Regions from separate parts of the Mus musculus genome. Here region 2 is linked to region 1. A link is a contact called in public Hi-C data. All regions are on one chromosome and are shown on one strand. Each heading gives the region's core, a stretch centred on a gene start, on an enhancer-like site or on the middle of the called end of the contact. The rest is flanking DNA. Distances are from core to core; before and after follow the strand shown.

The links. A called contact is a pair of places that touch in the nucleus more often than the background predicts.
Region 2: a Hi-C map of liver shows a contact between it and region 1, with 3 times the contacts expected there. The contact joins two enhancer-like sites. A contact is called at or near these places in 6 of 39 promoter capture datasets (the HPC-7 cell line, hematopoietic stem and progenitor cells, liver and 2 more), 5 of 484 Hi-C or Micro-C datasets (brown adipocytes, liver and spermatogonial stem cells) and 3 of 9 other capture datasets (adipose tissue, liver and pancreatic islet).

What each region holds. Positions count from the first base shown.
Region 1 is chr3:138,280,981-138,287,890 of GRCm38.p6, forward strand. Adh1 (alcohol dehydrogenase 1 (class I)) reads left to right here. Exons shown (of 9, transcript NM_007409.3): 4 at 1,456-1,543; 5 at 1,635-1,854; 6 at 5,712-5,972. Among named protein-coding and RNA genes, the nearest start is that of Adh1, 6.9 kb to the left of the region's middle. Within about 2 kb of position 1,756, at least 2 of the 459 cell types and tissues checked have an H3K27ac peak or open chromatin away from gene starts, as enhancers often do. A contact at or near this core is called in liver, where this site is marked.
Region 2 is chr3:138,359,043-138,365,952 of GRCm38.p6, forward strand. No RefSeq gene overlaps it. Among named protein-coding and RNA genes, the nearest start is that of Adh6b, 21 kb to the left of the region's middle. Within about 2 kb of position 4,054, at least 3 of the 459 cell types and tissues checked have an H3K27ac peak or open chromatin away from gene starts, as enhancers often do. A contact at or near this core is called in liver, where this site is marked.

The DNA of each region.
Region 1 (6,910 bases), core at 506-3,005:
GATGGCTTCCTCTTTTCCTGTATGCTCCTTCTTTATGAATATAGATAAAATAAAATGTAAGAGGGAATATAAGGGAAAATCATAGCCAAAGGCCTTCAAACCCACAGACCTTCTTATCATTAATTGTGGCTGTAGGTGGTAGGTCACACAGTATTTATTGCGTTACACATGGCTCCACTTTATATGTTTTTAAGGTAAAGGGTGAGCAAAACATAAAATTTCCGTGATACCATCCCACATTAATTTTATCTATGAAATATAATGACCAAACCTTTTTTTTTGGTCCAATAACATAGGTAGCATACATGATTTAAAAACAAAAATTATGTTCATCTTCAAAAAGATCGCTTTAGTCAATAGAGTCAGACTTCTCTTCTAAATGACTAAGCTGTAAGCAAAAAATAGGAAAAGAACTAATCTGGTTTGAGTTAAGCTTGTATTATTTCTTTTATTCAGAAAAGAACAAAACAACAACAACAAACCTAGCAGCAAAATGACACCTTTACTCTTCAGGTTGCTTCTTCTATGGCAGAAAAATCAATAATTCATAAATAATTATCTTTAAAAAACAAAAGTTTCTTGTTATTTCCCAGAGAAAGTATTTAACTCATTAAGAACTGAGATTTCCAAAGCAATTTGTGGCTTGTCATGTTTTTATTATGCTTCCTCAAAAAATAACTAAGATTTTTTAAGCCTTTATTTCATAGTAGGAGAAGCACAATCACCTTAAAAAGCCAAAACTGGACCACGAAGAAATGATAACGTGGCTCAGGGCATACCATGCTCTTATAGAGCACCCAACTGGGTTACTCACAACCACTTGTAACTCCAGCTCCTGGGGACCCAACACCCTTTGCTGGCTTCCAAGGGCACACATACAGAGATGGCACACACACACAGGTACTCTCACATGCACACAAAAAGAAAAAAACCAACACCAACAACAAAGTCTTAAACAATAAAAGGGCAAAAGCTAACTATCAAGATTCCCACTTTAATTTGATTTCATGATCAAGTTTAATTTGTTTTATTTTTACTATAAAATATTGCCTGTATAGTGTTTCTTTAATCTTACTTTTATTGAAACTATCATATCAGTTCTCGCCAAAATCTAACAGGAAGATAGCAACTCATTTGCAGAGAAAGTGTATATTTCTTCTTAGCAGCAAGCATATCCAAGGTTTGATTAGGATATGTACAAAGCTCCTAAGAGAAACTGAGGCACACAACAAAGTTTAACTGCTGACGGGTGGAAATGGCTGGTTTCGGCTCATTTTTCTCTCCCGGGAATCTTCAGGCGCTTTAAATGCGAATGACTAATTAGACTGACATAGCCTGGGTGAGGCCTCATCTCCTGGAGACTTTTCAAAGACACAATGTCTCTAATAAGCTTCAAGTTGTTGCTTTATTGATTTCTGGACAGACATTTAAGTCATTTTGTTTTTCTTCATCCAGGTGATAAAGTCATTCCACTCTTTTCCCCTCAGTGTGGAGAATGCAGGATTTGCAAGCACCCGGAAAGCAACTTTTGTAGCCGAAGCGAGTACGTTTCTTATTGTCTTCTTGCACAGTTGGGTGGGCACACTGCTTTGTTCTGTCTCATGTCCTTTGTATGCCTGTGTTTCACCAACCAGTCTGCTAATGCCTCGGGGGACTTTGCGCGAAGGCACCAGCAGGTTCTCCTGCAAGGGAAAGCAGATCCACAACTTTATCAGCACCAGCACCTTCTCCCAGTACACCGTGGTAGATGATATAGCAGTGGCCAAAATCGATGGAGCTTCACCACTGGACAAAGTCTGCCTCATCGGCTGTGGGTTCTCAACTGGCTATGGCTCTGCCGTCAAAGTCGCCAAGGTAGGATGGACAGTGGGCCATGGAACAAGCTAAGTGCATATTATTGGTACCTAAAGGGAAGACATGGCTCCTGGGCGGGCATCAGAGTATTTTTGTAGAAGTGAAATAAGCCTCTCCAGCCCCAGTGAGAATTCACTCCACACACTTGAGAGAAGCAAGGGAAAGCTCTATAATAGTGTGTGTCTAGTTCTAGCTCTTGCCCAAAGAGAAACCAGCGTCTAACAGAAATTATTTGAAGTTTGTTTAGGTCTTGGGCTGTAACATTCTACATATGCCATTGTCTGCAGATCTCTGTTATGTCCCAGCTGCAAGACTCACTGAGCAATGAAATACATTTTAAGGAGACAGAAACTGGAAAGCTTGACTATATTGGACAAATGGGAGATTTTATAAAGTGGAGATGCCATCACTGTTATTTCTAAAGCAAGCCACAATGGGGATATTTGTACTGCAGAGATAGTGCCACAAGTGTGCGTTAGTTTGTTTTTAAGTAGACCAACATTGTTACCTAGAGCCGTCCTGCCTTCCAGGTAGAATTTTCTAGATAAGAAAACCAAGGCTTTTAATAGCAGAGTAGTACTCCATTGTGTAGATGTACCACATTTTCTGTATCTATCCATTCCTCTGTTGAAAGACATCTGGGTTCTTTCCAGCTTCTGGCTATTATAAATAAGGCTGTTATGAACATAGTGGAGCATGTGTCCTTGTTATATGTTGGAGCATCTTCTGTGTATATGCCCAGGAGTATATGCTGAGTCCTCATGTCAAATTTCTGAGGAACCAACAGACTGATTTCCAGAGTGGTTGTAATCCTACCAACAATGGAGGAATGTGCCTCTTTCTCCACATCCTCACCAGCATCTGCTGAAATTCTTAGGCAAATGGATGGAACTAGAAAATATCATCCTGAATGAGGTAACCCAATCACAAAAGAACACACATAGTATGCATTCACTAATAAGTGGGGATATTAGCCGCAAAGCATGGAATACTCAAGATACAATTCACAGATCACATAAAGCTCAAGAAGAAGGAGACCTAAGTGTGGGTCCTTCTTAGAAAGGGGAACAAAAGACTGTTGGAAGCCAATATAGAGATGAAGCATAAAGCAGAGGCTGAAGGAAGGTCATCCAGAGAATTCACTCCACACATGCCCCACTTGGGGATCCATCCCAAATACAGTCACCAAAGCCAGACACTATTGTAGATGCCAAGAAGTGCATGCTGACAGGAGCATGATACAGCTGTCTCCTGAGAGGCCCTGCCAGAGCCTTACAAATACAGATGCAGATGCTCAAAGCCAACCATTGGACTGAGAGCAGGGCCCCAAATGGAGGATTTAGAGAAAGAACTTAAGGAGCCGAAGGGACTAAGACACCAACCAAAGAGTACACATGGAGGGACCCATGGCTCAGCCTTATATGTAACAGAGGTTGGTCTTGTCAGGCATCAATGGGAGGAGAGGTTCTTGGTCCTGTGAAGGCTCGATAGATGCCCCAGTGTAGGAGAATGCCAGGGTGGTGAGGTGGGAGTGGGTGGGTGGGTGAAGGAACACCCTCATAGAAGCAGGGGGAGGGGGAGTAGTATAGAGGGTTTCTAGAAGTGGGGGAAACTGGAAAGGGGGATAATATTTGAAATGTAAATAAAGGAAATATCCAATTAAAAAATCCTTACATTTAAAAAAAAGAAAGAAAACCAAGGCTTAATGATGGACCAGGATTTAATGGTACCATGACCCAGTGCAGCATTGTGAGCTGCCTGACAGAGGCATGCTCTTTGATAATGGGAAGAGCCTAGTGGCCAGCTGTGGGCTGTGGTTGTCTCTGTTTGTTAACATATTCATGATGTCAGAGGCATGCCTTTTCCTATAGTTTCTGACAAGCCTGCCTAGTGTGTTGGTCTTCCTTAACTCATGCAAGCGACAACACCAGGTTAGCTAAACTCTACTTTGTGTGATATAATATTTCCTAAGCAAGTTCATTAGTAGATCCTTCAAGACATCAATTTATCACTCTAGGATTCTCCTATGTCACTTCATAGATTTATGGTTTTGAATTATTAATAGAAAAATAACCCCAGATGGAACTGGAAAAAAAGAAAATTCATCTTTTTTTTAAAGATGAAAATTATGCTGATTCTGAATTAAGAAAAAGTAAATATTTATAAATATAATAAATATTTATAATAAATATAATACATGTAGAAGATATTATAATCTGTGTATTCTATATGACTACCAAAATTTAAAGCTGGGAACTCTTGTAGTAGCCTATTCTCCAGTTGAAAAGAGATGTCACTCATCCATCATGATGGGTTCCGCTAGGTTCTCAAGTAGCCAAAGCAAACGGTTTGTCTTCTCCCAGCCTTACCTGATTCATCTGCAGCATGGCCACCCACTGAGTGGATCCCAGAAGACTCAAGAGAACTTAAGCAAAGTATTGATTACATTTGAGACCTCATCACTACATCTTTTCCCTTGCAACCAAAACACACAAACACACACACACACAAATACACATACGCATACAAACACACATATGCATACAAACACAAACAGAAACATACACACAAACACACTCATAACCAACACACACACACACACTAGAAGTTTTAGATGTTTAGTTTTAGACATTTTAGATGGCGATTTTAAAAATAATTTCCTTCCCAAATGGTTGAAACAAATCCAGTAGTTATCTTTCATTTTATGAAAACTAAAATCCAGGAAGCTAAAGCTAAAACTATTCATCTAAATTTTCACTAGGGAAATAAAGACTAGAATTCCTCTCAACTTCTCTGCTGCATCTGAAACTAGAGTGCACACTGGTCATGACTCCCATCACAGTAACAGGCCTTGCATTTTTCTGGGCCAGGTGGAGAGTGGCGATGTGTCCCAGAGCATTTAAGAGCATTTGATGGATGAATGACAAGATAGACACCACTAGGGGGAAGTGACAGTCGGGTATGGGACACAGGTGGCTGCACCAATTAAATAGACCTAAGCCAGTCACAGTAATGAGGAGCCTGCCTTTTCCAATTCTGAGGCTTTAGACCTAAATGCAATTCGTGCTTGTGCTGTTGTTTAACTGTCTCAGCTGGAAGGCCGAGTGTGCCTATTTGCAAGCCAAGGGTAGTTGTAATCATGGATTTTAATTAATCGTGACTAAAATACAGATTAGCTTTTGTTGAAGTATTTGTCATTTGCTTCTTCTAAACATTCAGGCATAAAGTCTCACAGAGATTACATTGGTCTCATGCTATCTTGTCTTAAAGTTTCGTGTCCACTTTCCTATTGCTTTAAGCCAGGTATGACTTCTACATGCTTCTCAGCCGACTTCTGCTCCCAGTACCGTAGTTGTGACTACTGAAAGTTAGTGAACCAAGAAAGGAGTTCACGAGCAAAGGGCAGTTGGGTTACCTTTTAGTCTCCTGGAGTAACCTTGATCACTTGTTTCATTTATTCAAATTGCTTATGTGCGTGTGTAAGATGTTATTGTAAAGCTCTCAAAGATGTAAGTCGTTTTTATTTAGAATTCAAAGATCATCTGGTACAGCTGATCTCAACTTGAGTTTTCCCCATTGAAATAGGAATGAGGTTCCATTTGCAGTGATTCCAATTTAATTGGTAGAAGCTGCTATCAGACCTTGAGATTAACGAAAGAAATCCCCAGATATGTCTAATACATAGCAAATCTTGAGTACCAATGATGTACACTTTGGGCAACCATAACCAGAAGTGGATTTGGCAACAAATGGAATGAGGTAGCCGTGATAAAGGACACAGCAAGGCAATATGTGCAGTGGGGAGCACCCCCTAACAGTCACCATTCAATCCACTTTTGTATTTTCTGGAAATACAGGTGACCCCAGGCTCCACATGTGCCGTGTTTGGCCTCGGAGGTGTCGGTCTGTCTGTCATCATTGGCTGTAAAGCAGCAGGAGCAGCCAGGATCATTGCTGTGGACATCAACAAGGACAAGTTTGCCAAGGCCAAAGAGTTGGGTGCAACTGAGTGCATCAACCCTCAAGACTACAGCAAACCCATCCAGGAAGTTCTCCAGGAGATGACCGACGGAGGGGTGGACTTTTCGTTTGAAGTCATCGGCCGCCTTGACACCATGGTATGTACTTTGGCACGCCTTGAGATCTGTCCTTCCATCTAGAATGCTCTAGGTAGACTAACAGAAATCTCATGCAGAAAGCTATTTTTAGAGTGGTCATCTTCCATCTCCTGTTTCCTGCTCAGACTGCTTAATTCGCTGTTGAGATAAACCTTTCATTTTGTCAGTTCTGCAAACTTGTCTCAAGTGCTAATCCTCCTTTAATGCAACGAAGCTTTCAATGGGGACACTGTGAATTAACTTACTGATTTTCTGTAAAAAATCACTTCATCGAGCAGGTTTAAATACAAAGTCTGGTCTTAAATGGATGAATATGATTTTCTCCCTCATTCTTAATATTTTTTAATATTTAGAATTGAATATTCTGAAAAGCATTTTTAAGTATCATCATACGGCCAAAAGGAATAATGAACAATTTGGGGCCCAAGGATCATTTTATTAACACACAACACGTAGAGGGAAGTGACTGATTTATACATCACCATTTAGTTCTCGTTGCAGAGACAGCACAGGGCTGGGCCTTCCAAGCTTCCAGATCTACCGGTTGTAGTAAATACCTTTTAAAAAAAGAATTCTGGCATATCTCCTAAATTTAAGAGATACATTTTATAGGATTGCTTATGATCTCCACAAGACAGTGCATATAAAATACTAACTGTAGAGCCCCTGCCATGTGGTAAGCACTCAGTAAAGGTCAGCTGAGGATAATGATAAGAAATACTACGGTCAAGCTTAGAGCGATTGGATTTTGGAGTACAAATGACACTACAGTCAAGTAGTTACAAATGTCATCCTTTGCTAAAGAACTGTTCTCCGGTTACATCTCACCTAACCAAAGACCTCTAGAACTCTACTGAGAAATGTCCCCAGGGAGCAAGGAAGTCACCATTATCAAGGCTCTCCACAAAGTCTTGGCAGAGTTGGTGCTGGATAATAGG
Region 2 (6,910 bases), core at 2,804-5,303, 80 kb after region 1:
TGTCTTTCCTCAGTCTCAGTATTTGTTGAGTAACAGTGAGCTCACAAGGGACCGAAGTCCCAATGGCAACAATTTGTCAGATACATCAGCTTTCCTTGATAGCCCTGGCTGAGGTCAGCATAGGCAGTTTTACTGCAATTTTAGTGATTAATATTAATTCTCAGATCACATATTACACATCACACCGCAAGTGTTTGTACATATGATATATGTAAGTTATAGAATGTCTTTCATGAGTTGAGGGGCCACAGCAGACATCAAGAGGCTTTAGAGGTCCTGAGAAGCAGGGAAACTAGAACTAAATCTGTACTGGTGACAAGCCAACCTGAGCTGTTGCTTCTCTAGAGGTCCTCTGCCTTCCTAGTGCTATGAACCTTTAATATAGTTCCCCAAGTTGGGGAGACTCCGAACCACAAAATTATTTTCACTGCTACTTCATAAATGTAATTCTGCTATGAATCCTAATATAAATTCTGGTGGTCTTAGGTGACTCCTGCGGAAAAGTCATTTGACACTCAAAGGTTGAAAACCACTGTGCTAGAGAGTTTGCTGAGACAATTAGAGTGTCAGGCTTCGGGGTCAGAATTGAGACCAGAACAGAGACAACAAGGCAGGACCAGGGTGGATAGATGGATGGCAGATTGCCTTAGCTAAGGTTTCTATTGCTGCAACAAAACACCATGACTACAAAGCAAGTTGAGAAGGAAAGTGTTCATCCAGCTTACACTTCCACGTGGCTATTCATCACCAAAGAAAGTCAGTACAGGAATTCAGTCAGGTCAGGATTCTGGAGACAGAATCTGATGCAAAGGCCATGGAGGGGTGCTGCTTACTGGCTTGTTTCCCATAGCTTGATCAGCCTACTTTCTTATAGAACCCAGGACCACTAGTCCAGGGATGGCTCCACCCACAGTGGGTTGGGCCCTCCCCCATTGATCACTAATTGAGCTTCTTCCTCTCTAATGACTCTAGCTTGTGTCAAGTGGATATAAAACCAACTGAGACATGGTCTAGACAGGTGAGTGGGTAGGTGAGCAGGTGGCACACATGAGCACACATGTCAACAAGAGAGACTGAGCCAAAGGCCCTGAGATGGGTGTGAGTCTGCCTGTCAGTCTCTTGATACACATACCGAGTGGTCAGTGAGTGCTATTTTGATCTTCGAGCTAGATGTTACCTCATTATAGAACTTGGATGAAAGTGTTCATCCTTGCCTTGGTCTGGTGTGGCTGGTAAGTTCTTAGGCCTGCTTTTCCTGGGTGATTTTAGTATTCTCCCTGTATTTCATGCATTCCATGTCTCATAACATCTTAGATCCTTTCAGTGATGTGTGTTTAGTGTTGTAATGAGCCATAGGTCACTTGCACACACTCTGGAGCACCTTCTAGTGGCTGTGGTTAGTTGATCTCTAGGCCAATATGTGTGTGTGGATGCTCCAGCTTTCTTCTTGGCTGACTTTGCCCACTCCCCCCCCCCCCATATGCCATTTTTTTGTAAGTGTTTGACTGAGTTCTTCTCATCTTTGTCCATATTCTTCTACTTCACTGGAGTCCACAACGGAGTAAAATGTAAAACAAAGGAGAAAGCATGCCGTACATTGTGTTCTCTCACTGCTTCTTGATTATAGACCCAATGTGACCTTACATTCCCATTGGCATGACCCCCTTGAATGACTAATACACCCTCAGACCAGGAGCCACAATAAGATCTTCCTTTAAAAAAAATTGTCACAACAATGAAAAAAAGTAATACATACATGCATTCAGTTTCATAAAAGAAACACTAATGGACGTTGCATGTAGCCTTTTGATACCCAGCCTGAGCTCTGGGAATCTACCAGCCCCCACCCAGCTTCCCGTGAATCCACAAATAAAAGACACGTGAGCATGTCTGTGCACACACAGTTGTTTGTTTTTCAACTTGACTTCTTGGCACAATTTCTGGGTGCTACTATTTGCCACCTGGAAAAGTATGCCCTTATCAATACTTTTAGTTCTGCACCTCCCACCGGTCCTAAATTTTAGTTGCTAAACTCCCCCTGACCACCTGCCTATAGAAGTGGCCTGTGTGACCATTCCCTTTTGAGATCTCACATGGCTGGTCAATTTAACTCCATCAGAAGCCTGCCCTGAACTCTCCTCTCCTCCCTTGCATCTCTCTCTCTTGCCTCCAGGAACCTGGAAGTCCCACTTATTCCTTCTGTCCAGCAATTGGCCCATATCTTTCTTTACTGACAGATCAAGACCAATTGGGGGACAAGACCTTAGCATCAGCACTGCCCCTACAAATGGACACAAAGGCATGGATTCAACACAATAATAGTGGGTAATGTCAATAACCTATGCAAATAAACAAATAGATCACCCAGACCTAAGAAATAAGAAATAAAACTTCACCATAGACAAGTCAAACTGCATCATAGAGAAGTTGGGCTTAACAGATATCTGCAGACTATTCCTTCTAGCAGCTGCAGAAAACACAATTTTCAACAACCCAAGGGACTTTATTTAAAATATTTACATTTTTAGCCACAAAACAAGTCTTAGCAAATACAAAAACATGGAATAACTTATTGTGTCTTATATAAATTGTGGGCTAAAACAAGATAGATCAAGCAGCCTTTATTATCTTGAAGACAGATGCACCTTCTTTCAAGGACTGTTCTCTGTGGAAACTGAGGCCAGTCACCTGTAATTAAATATTTCCATTTTCCCCCAAATATATAAAAGTCAAGGATATTTAGCTTGCAATGGAAACACCAGCTGGAACACCAGGTGGTAGTTTCTCCCCCAAACATTTTCTCTTTTTTTTACATTTGTTTCCCATTTTGGCGTTAAGTCTCTTGATAACTGCAATATTATATGTTACCTGATGATGTGTGGGCTTGGGATCAATGTTTGTGCTGTCTATTGGAGGAGTTTCCTTGGCTTCACCCTGAGAGTGTCTCAAGACTGTGTCTCAAGATTAGCCTGCATTTACCAAAGACTTAAGATGCACGGTGATCATCTTTCATATGTATCATTAGAGATGATCAGGTAAATTTCCTTTGCTCCATGAGCCTTCACACATCCTGGGGCTTCCCCCTAACAACCTCCTCAAGAAAATTGGCCACTTAATTGTACCATGTTGGAGTGGGACTTTCTTAGACCCACCAGCGGTATAAATAATGAGATAGGAAGCTTCTAATTAATATAATTTAAAACTTAGGCCTTTTGCTTGGCCAGTCTCCCCAGCCAGCTCATCTAAATGTTTTAAGAAAAGCCAGCTCCCAAATATTTTAATTGTAGCAAGGAAAGTCACTAAAAAGGGATTGTAAGCAAGGGATTCCTAAAAGCAATGCTATTTTTTAGAAATAATCTAAAAAGGGGTCCCCAGACTTCTGAAATATGCAGAAGGTGTGGCAAAAGCCAGCACTAGACTAGCCAGAAGAACAGGGCACAAGCAAGGTGTCAGGAATGCCACAAGAGGCCTCAATGCAATAAAACAAAACTGCTCTGGATCTAAACATTAATAACCCAGATATCAAACCTGTGCAGTTCCAATAGATAAAACAGAAAAGCCAAGGAAGATTGAAAACAAAAAGTATTCTGGCAAACTGCTATAAATGATAAGAGACCAAAATTAAAATCATAGTTAGATGAAATTAAAATTGAAGGATTAATGGATACAGGAGCAAATCCAAAAATTCATAAGATTCCTAGAACTAACTTGGCTACTTCAAAAGATATCAACACATCTCCTAAGAAATGGGACATTCATTGTCTCAGGTAAAACAAAGTCTAAAACGGATTAAATAGATAGGAACAAAAGGTCAAATATAAAAATTAAAGCCTGAATAAAAACAGTCATACAAAGAAAAAATACAAGGTTAAATCAAAAAGGTTAACATCCTCCTAGGCCTGGGATTAAAGTTGACAGCTGTCTTAGGGTAGGACTTCCTTCCATATTCTCTACATATAAAAAACTCTCGTAGCATCCCCCAAGCCCAGTCCACAGAACAGGATTGCCCTTTCTATTAAAAGATGTCCTTAGCATGGATTCTGCACTGTGTGAGGTTTGTTTGCATTTTTTTGAGACTGAGACAACAGGAACAAAGGTCCCCAGCTAGGAACTCAACTGAGTCCCTGTCAGAATGGGAACTTCAAAGTCTGTTCTGGGAATCAGACCTGGCACTGAAGAATCAATCGCTCCATTTTCAACATTCTGGGTGGCACAAGGGACAAAAATCAATCAGCTTAAACAGAATGATTTTAGATAGACACTTTAGATAGATTACAGATTCATATAGACAGATGATAGATAGATAGATAGATAGATAGATAGATAGATAGATAGATAGATAGATAGATAGATAGATAGTAATAGACTTATAGAAGCTACATTACTGGTCTCTCTTTTATTCCATGTAGTTTTATATCACAAATAATCTAAGACTCAATGATTACCCTTGGATTACAAGTATATTTATATATACTGTGTATGTATGAAAAATGACAAAATCAGTCCATGAGTGGGAAAAAAAGATTAGTCTTCAAACTGTCAAACTGGGATCAAAAACTCAGGTGACAGCACATACTGGCAAGGATGTAGAGCAAGGGAAACACTCCTCCATTGCTGGTGAGATTACAAACTTGTATAACCACTCTGGAAATCAATTTGGCATTTTCTCAGAAAGTTGAGAACAGTTCTACCTCAAGGCCCAACTATAACACTGCTGGGCATATATCCAAAATATTCTCTACTATGTTCATAGAAGCTTTATTGGTAATAACCAGAAATCAAAAACAGCCCAGATGCACATCAACTGAAGGATAGATTAAGAAAATGTGGTTCGTGTATATAGTGGAAAACTACTCAGTTCAACTATTAAAAGCAATGATATCATGAATTTCGCAAGCCAATGGATGAAACTAGAAAATATCATCCTGGGTGAAGTTACCCAGACCCAAAAAGACATATATGGTATGTACTCACTTGTAAGTGGACATTAGCCATAAACTACAGAACAACCACGCTATAATCCACAGACCCAAAGTAGCCAAATAACAAGAAGGGCCCAAGGGAGGATGAATCTTCCTCAGAAAGGGAAATAAAATAGATATTAAAGGGAGAGATCTGGACGGGGAAAGGAATGAGGATGAGGTACAAGGAGAGCAGGAGAGAGCATGGAAATCAGTGGGGGGAGGGCATCTCTAGGATGTGCCAGAGGTCTTGGACTAGGGGAAGCCCCAGGGAGTCTATGGGGGGGGTGACTGAGCTGAGACTCCTAGTCAATGGGGCATATGGAGCCTGGAGTGGCCACCTTGTGTAGCCAGGCAGGACTCCCAGTGGAAGGATAAGGACAGAAATCCACCCACAAAACCTTCGACCCAAAATGTATCCTACCTACAAGATATGCAGGGACAAGGACAGAGCAGAAATGGATGTGACTGGCCCAAACTGAGATCAATCCCATGGGCAAGAATTAATCCCTGGCACTATTAATGATACTCTGCTATGCTTGCAGAAAGGACCCTAGTATAACTGTCCTCTGAGAAGCTCCATCCAACAGCAGATGGAAACAGATGCAGAGACCCACTACCAAACATTATACAGAGCTTGGGGACCTCTGTGGAAGAGTTGGGGGAAGGACTGAGGGACATGAAGAAGATACTCTATAAGAAGACAGTCAACTAACCTGAACCAATGGGGGTTCCCAGAGACTGACCCATAAACCAAAGAGTGAGCATGGGCTGGACATAGACACACAGGCACATACATGCACGCACACACACACACACACACACACGTATTTATGTAGATATGCAGCTTGGTCTTCATGTGGGTTCCTCAACAAGTGGAGCGGGGGTTATACCTGAATCTGTTGCCTGTGTGTGGATCCCATTCCCCTAACTATGCTGCCTGGCCTGGCCTCATTGGGAGAGGAGGCACCTAGTCCTATAGTAACTTGATGTGCCAGGGTAGGGTGATACCCAGGGGTACCTTCCCCTTCACAGAGGAGAAGAGGAGGAGGAAATGGATGGAGGAGCTGTGGGGGAAGGACTTGGAGAAGAAGGGGAGATGATATTGGAATATTGTACTGGCTAGTTTTGTGTCAACTTGACACAGCTGGAGTTATCACAGAGAAAGGAGCTTCAGTTGAGGAAATGCCTCCATGAGATCCAACTGTAAGGCATTTTCTCAATTAGTGATCAAGGGGGAAAGGCCCCTCGTAGGTGGGACTATCTCTGGGCTGGTAGTCTTGGGTTCTATAAGAGATCAGGCTGAGCAAACCAGGGGAGGCAAGCCAGTAAAGAACATCCCTCCATGGCCTCTGCATCAGCTCCTGCTTCCTGACCTGCTTGAGTTCCAGTCCTGACTTCCTTGGTGATGAACAGCAGTATGGAAGTGTAAACTGAATAAACCCTTTCCTCCCCAACTTGTTTCTTGGTCATGATGTTTGTGCAGGAATAGAAACCCTGACTAAGACAAATATAAAGTTAATTAATTAATTAATTAATTAATGTAAAAAGAAATTAAAAGACACATATAAGACATGATAAATGAATTATGTACATGATTGTGGGCTGTGTCATGTATTGATGGAAGAAAATGATTCTGATGCCCCAGGAGGACCAGTCTGCAAGTACAGATACTTGCCAGCAAGCCCGAGGACCTGAGTCAAATCGCCATGTGATGGAAGGAGAGAATTGACTATTGTTGATTGTCCTATGACTCTCACTCATTCATCACGGTACATGAACATACATGCATGTGCAATACACACAATAAGCAAATTTATTAAAAAAAAAAAAAGTAAAACATTTGCAGCTCGGGTCTGTCGATCTCTGGACCACGCCTCAGGAACACTGATTTTCCTGAAGACAGACAGAAACGTCAGAACATGACATCAGTTGGGCTCACGTGGGTG